Regions from separate parts of the Triticum aestivum genome. Here region 2 is linked to region 1. The links are chromatin contacts, called in public Hi-C maps. All regions are on one chromosome and are shown on one strand. The core of a region is the stretch at or near the end of the contact, and the rest is flanking DNA. Distances in the headings are between cores, read along the strand shown.

What was found. A called contact is a pair of places that touch in the nucleus more often than the background predicts.
Region 2: a Hi-C map of leaf shows a contact between it and region 1, with 4 times the contacts expected there. The contact joins the promoter of LOC123041546 here to the promoter of LOC123045772 in region 1. A contact is called at or near these places in 2 of 5 Hi-C or Micro-C datasets (both in leaf).

What each region holds. Positions count from the first base shown.
Region 1 is chr2B:518,616,271-518,619,344 of IWGSC CS RefSeq v2.1, forward strand. LOC123045772 (probable galactinol--sucrose galactosyltransferase 2) reads right to left here and starts at 1,567. Exons shown (of 14, transcript XM_044468947.1): 1 at 1,099-1,567; 2 at 785-1,014; 3 at 599-689; 4 at 457-505; 5 at 242-333; 6 at 1-100. The coding sequence starts at 1,349.
Region 2 is chr2B:518,920,713-518,924,152 of IWGSC CS RefSeq v2.1, forward strand. It overlaps LOC123041546 (protein JINGUBANG-like), which reads right to left and starts at 1,783. Exons shown (of 1, transcript XM_044464144.1): 1 at 22-1,783. The coding sequence starts at 1,568. The coding sequence ends at 225.

The sequences.
Region 1 (3,074 bases), core at 317-2,816:
TTCAACAAGAGCTCCATCCACTTCCTTGAATTCGTTAACTATTTCTTGCCAACCATCATCTATAATCAGAAACCTTGGTGGTGCGCCTCCTTCACGCAAACTATTTTACAGGGACAGCATCATCAGTAAATGGCAATTATCAAATGAAGGAGGTGTATTCAGGAAAAAAATAAAAATGAAGGGTGCGGCAAATTACATAATGAACACCTGCAAATCAAAGATCAACTCAATTCTTGTATACCTTTGAAGGCCCTCTTCAATCCCTACTGGGTTGACAGCTTTATAAAATGCATCCCAAGTGCACCATCCAAACCAGTCTAAGTTTGCAGGGGTCTGACATTTGTAGCAAATTTACAAAAGACTTGTCACAATCAAATAAATTGAGATATGTCCAAGATCAACAACCTTAGTCTAATTGTTAGGTGATAAAAGTGTAAAACCTGCTTATATATATACCTCCTTGCTCTCTATATGACTGAAAGTTCCTTTGATCTTGGACAGTACCCTACAGAAGATGCAAGTGAGCCACTTCCACATAGAACAAATAAAATCCATGCCGTTGTAGTCGTAATATAGTACTCTTTGAGTATGGCATTACTTGATTGATTCCTTAATAAGCTTGAAAGGATTATCCCCTGAGTTGACGAATACCGCATCAACAGCGTCCTTCGTCTGCACATCAGGATCACCTAGCAAAGAGTCGACCATTCCACTAAGATTCCAAGCATCGCACAATTTGAGCCAAGCACCATAACATTCATAAGTCAAGGTGAAGTCTGCCTACCACTCTCGAAGCAGAATTGGAGCTCATTCTCGGGACTCCCTTGGAGGCTAGCCCGGAAATCGCCATGGAGGGCTGGCAGCATCAGAGCGTACCCCGCGTCCTCGGCCCCGTTCCCCCTCTTCTCCAGAAGCAGCATCTGCGTCTCCGCCGGCACGCCCGCCGCGTCCGCGCCCGTCTTCGGGGCCATCCACCAGATCTTCAACTTGAACAGCGACAGCCACCTCCATCCTCTGCACAGCAACCACCACGAGCATTAGTATCTCGGACCGACGCGCGCGCTGCGCAAGCATAACAAGCCTTAGGTGACCACCTACTTGGGGATGGTGCCGAGGGAGAAGACGTGGCGGCTGGACGGCGCCGCCGCGCTGGCGCCGAGGAACGCGGCGCCCGGGGCGGCGTCAGCGACGGCCGCGCGTAGGGTGACCTCGGGCGGGCACTGGGAGAGGAGCTCGCGCCCGCCGACCAGCAGGGACCCGCGCTCGAGACGCGTCGTCGCCATCTGCGGCGGGGACCCGTCGGCGGTGGCGCTGGGGTGAATGGAGGCGGCAGCGGCGACGACCGACATTGCGCCTGGAAGGGACTGCAAAGTCAGAGGATCCACAAAGCATGGGGCCCACCTGTCAGTGACTCAAAGGCAGGGTATGGCAGGGATTGTAAAGTCAGAGGATCCACGTCCGCCTGGAAGGAGGCCCCGGCAGCGCGAGATATGGCGCGGGGGTCGTCGAACTGCTGTGGAAGTGGAACAGGAACCCGGAGGACCGGGCGCCACGGCGACAGCGACCGCGAGCTGCAGCCTCGTCATCGCCAATATGAATCGCATGGATAAGCTCAACAATTGGGCCGCGTGGGGCACGCCCGAACGGGTGGCGTGCCATTGCTGCCTCCCGTGCGTGCGCGATGACGCGGGACGATGTTGGTGGTGGACGGGGCAGGCAGACTTGCCCACCGACAAGTGAGCGGTAGAGCCTCCCGGTGATCTGGGAACCTCATCAAAGTTTCAGAGTATCTACAACGGGACCTCGTATCCGCCCAAACGTCCCGCCGGGCAGCCCGGTCCCTCCGCAGACGCAAATTTAACATCTAGAGAGTAAATTGCTGAAAACCACCACATTTGTGGCTCAGATACTCCAAAACCATCACTTTTGTCCAAAGTCACAAAAAACCACTAACTCTGTGGCAAGTGAATAACAAATCGCACTGATTCGAAACTAAGCCGCGTTAATAGCAAAACTGATGGGTGGGACCCATATATCTGGGCTGATGTGGCGAAGACTAATCTTAGTCAATGTTTGACTAGCTGAGGTGGACAGGGGTCCCACTTGTCTGTCTAACACCTTCTTCTTCCTCCTCAAACTTCTCTCCGTCGCCTTCTCATCAACTCCACCGGCGGCCGGCTCAAACAAAGAACTCCACCGGCGGCTGGAGGCCGAGCTCAAGGAGGTGCGCCCGCCGGCAAGCCCCGCCCCATCCCACAACGCCGCTGCCCCGCGCCTGTAACGCATCTGCCCCGCGCATGCGCCTCCAGCGCCGCCGCCACGCGCCCGCCGCCATCCCACGTCCGCCTGGAGCGCCGCTGCCCCACACTTACACCTGTGCCGTCGCCGCCCCTCACAGCGCCTGCAGTCTCGTCACCCCCGGCCGCCGCCATCCCGAGTCCGCGCCTGCAGCGCCACCGCCCCGCTCCCGCACAGGCGGTGCCGCCACGCATCTGTGGAGGAGGTCGCAAACGATAGGGCAGGCGGGGCTCCAGGGTCGCCTGATCTGGCCATGGACAGTGCGGCGGGGCTTCCAGAGCCGAGCTCGAGCTCGATCTGAGCCCCCTCCGCCCGGCGCTGGTGTGGTCGCCGTTGCGAGCCCGGGGGCGAACAGGGAGGGGACTGTGTGCGGGGAGGGGCAGCGGGCGTAGATGACTACGACGCACTAGATTCGGCCGGCGCCCAGCGGTGGGGAGGCGTTCTGAGAGGGGCGGTGTCAGGCGGCGGGGAGGGGCGGCGCTATTGGTAGTGAGCGAGAGAGATATGTGGGGAGGAAGAAGGAGAGAAGAGAGGAGGTGTGACTGACAGGTGGGACCCCCCGTCCATCTCATCATGTCAACCATTGACTAGGACTAGTCTTCGCCACGTCAGCTCGGATAGACGGGTCCCACCCGTCAGTTTTGCTATTAGACGCGCTTAGTTTCGAATTAGTGCGATTTGTTATTCACTTGCCACAGAGTTGGTGGTTTTTTGTGACTTTGGACAAAAGCGGTGGTTTTGTAGTATCTCAGCCACAAATGTGGTGGCTTTCAGCA
Region 2 (3,440 bases), core at 533-3,032, 300 kb after region 1:
TAAATGGCTAAAAGAGGTCAATTGTGCCAATAAGTCTCAGGCAATGTGCATTGGATTCACCACAAGAAGTTCGCCGAAGTCCAGAAAATACAGGTAGATAAATTACCTCTTTCCTGTATGTACACGACCGTACGTATCCCTATCTCAACTATCAAGATCAGATCAAAAATCAGGAAACGCACTTTCCAAATTCCAACGTCAAAAATCGTAGCAAATCCAACCTACTACAAACCCGTCGTCTCCCGCAACGACCAGACCCGCACCTCGCCGTCAAGGCTGGCGCTGCACACCCTCCATTCCTCCTCGCCGTCGTCGTCTCCTCCCTGCAGCTGCTTCTTGCCCGGAACGAGAGCCACCGCCACCGAACGGACAGCGCTGCCGTGCCCGTCGATCACGGCGACGCACGTGTGCCCCCGTCCGTCCGTCTCGCGCCGCCAGGCCCGAACCGTGTGATCCGCCGACCCGCTCACAACCAGCCCGTCCCCCGCGCACGCGATGGAGAGCACCGCCTTGCGGTGCCCCCGCAGCGCCCCGATCGCGACCATGTGGCTCGCGCTGTCCTCCCGCTCCCACACCACCACGCAGCGATCGTTGCCGCCGGAGTACAGCACCTGCCCCCCGCACCCGACGGCCACGGCGTTCACCGCCGCCGTGTGGCGGGAGAGGGTGGCCACCAGGTAGTAAACCGGCTTCTTGCTCTGTCGTTTGGTGGTCTTGTCGGACGCGGGCCTGGGCGCCCAGACACGAACGCGCCTGTCGGCGGAGCCAGTGTACACCGTGCCGTCCGGCGCGACGGCGACCGCGTTGACGGCATCGTCGTGCGCCGGCAACGACTGCAAGCAGCGGAGGGACGGGATCGCCCAGACCTTGAGCGTCTTGTCCCAGGAGACGGAGAACAGGAGGCGGCCGTCCGTGGACGCGGCGACGCCGGACACGGTATCGGCGTGCTCTATCCAGAGCCGGCGGTGGTGGCGGCGGACGGCGACGTGGTTGGACGGGACCGGGAAGCGTCGGAGGCGGTCGGAGACCGTGGGGAGCGCGGCGGCGAGGCGGATCCGGGCGGGCGCGCGCGAGGAGACTCGCCAGAGCCGCAGCCTCCCGTCCTGGTGGCCCGTCACGGCCTTGCCTCCGTGGACGTGCGCCACGCACTTGACCGAGCCGGCGGTCGCGGTGTCGTGACCCGGGTCGGAGGTGGACGTCGGCTCCAGGGTGCAGAGGTCGTGGAGGGCCACGGACGCCGGCCTGGCGACGACGAAACCATGCGAGCCGTCCACCACCGCGACAGCCGCTGCCGCTGACGCCGCGGCCGCCGCCGTGGGCGGAGGGAGCAGCGTGGCGACGTGGGCGAAGGCGGCGGCGCGGCAGGCGGCATTCGACGTCGCGGCGGAGAGCGACGGGAGGGACGTGGACGAGGACGCCTCGGAGACCGCGGCGGCGGCGGCGGAGGAGGACGTGGAGACGGTGGAGGAGGAGGTGGAGGCGACCGAGCCGAGCTTGTTGCTGCTGGCGTCGCTGTCGGCCGCGGCGGCGCTGCTTGTGGCCATGCAGAGGCGCGGGAGAAGCTTCATCGGGGAGGCGGCGCGGGTCGGCTCGATTGGAATGGAAGGTCGTGCCGTGTTCGCGGCCGGGCGGGGGGCCTATTTGTACGCGCGCGCGGGGTTCCGGGTTGCCACGCGCGAGTCGCAACTCTGTAATACGCCTGGCTGGGACGGTTCGGCTCGGAGGCGACCCGTCGGCACAGTGCTCGCTTTGACAGCTCGTGGCAAGGTGTCGGGGCGGCGTGCAGGCTAACCGGCATGCAAGTCGCGGTCGCCTCGCGTCAGCGTGCGACGCGACCGAGAGGCCTGCTGCCCGATCGATACAGCGACCGATCGGGCATCAACCTGGGATCAATCACGCACGCAGCAATCTCGCTTTCATCGGGGGAAATGCAGTGCAGTGCGGCCCCGTACGGCAGCATCTTCCGCCTCACTTTCGATGAACAGAGCGTGCTCCGGCGCCAAGTGAAGACGGTTGCCGAGTTGCTCTCCGTCAGGAAGGACCGCTAGCTGATTCTGTTCCCTCCTGAATTCCTGATACGCAATTAAGGACAGTATAACCGCACCTAATTCCTGCCCTCACAGCGATTTGCGTTTACAGCTGTCCGTTTTTGTGATTGGACTGTTTCTGGCCGTCAGATCTTCTACGTAGACCAGTCTGTTCCGCACTGTGTCAATTCTGGCCCAGCTGTCCTATGGCCTGCTGCTCCACGGGCCGAAACGACGGCCTCTGGTAAACTGGGCTCGTCCGCCAGCCCATTCTACTTCCTGGGCTTCGAGGGATCCATTACACCCTCGTGGAACGGATCCAGCCGACGCGCCACGAGGGGATCCAACGCGAGGGGATAGACGAGTGGACCCATCCCTCCCAAGTAGTCCTGCCGACCTCTCCTCTCTGGCGATCTCAACCTTGGGCGGATCCAAGGTCCGCCGCCGCCACCGGCTCGCAGGTCATCCACCTTGACGGCGTATGCTTCTCCCAACACTGCCCCTTTTCTCAATCGGTAATGAGAACCCGTTGCCGCTGGACCTAGCCCATCCCAACTTCTCCTTGAGCGAGGAGAGAGACAAAGCAACAGAACCAGAGCGGCGACCTATCCCCGGCTCTACGCAGGTGTGTGCGGCTCACGCCCCGCTGATTCCAATTCCATGGACTGGATTTCCTCACTGAGCTACGCATATGCAATCATTTTCTGCCTCTTTTTTGTGTCTGTTCCGTACCTTTGGGCTCAAACTTCAAACTGATAGCACATCCATAAAAGATCCCAAATTATTTGGTTCAAGTCAATTTGAAGAATTGTCTAGCTAATGGTATATTTTTTGTTATTCTGTTGCCTTGGATGGAGCTGTTCAAGCACGCAACATCCTTCATGTTGGCACTGATACGCCCTGGCAGATGACGTCGACTCTCCCCAGCAGACCAGAAGGGGTCCAAGAAGAGGACAACGGTAGGCTCGTTGTGTGTCTTACGGTATTTTATTCTTTCCTGGTGTTCGGTCCATAAGCATGGCCATGGTGTAATACAATGTGTTCATTTGCCCAAGCGAGCACTTCTTTCTCTGAAGAAATAGTTGCTACGCTTTTTTTCTCCTTTAAATGTTCTTGTTTATTTGTCACTCCCACATGCACGTACTACTAAGAGATTATGCATTAGATGTGATCAATCTTACCCGCATTGATTTTTTTATCGATCAGGTGACCGCTTTCTACAGTCTGAAAGGCAAAATGGAGCTATACCCCCTCTGCCTTCCATCGAGACCTCCCGACGTTTTTCAACCATGTTAGCTGCTTAGTTCTGTATTAGTTAGCGATCCTTCTTCGTCCATGTGATATCGTAGATGTTCCCATATCTAGCCCAGCTGACTTAGTGTTGCTTGTTTCAGGGGTTGTGCTTGTTTGTTT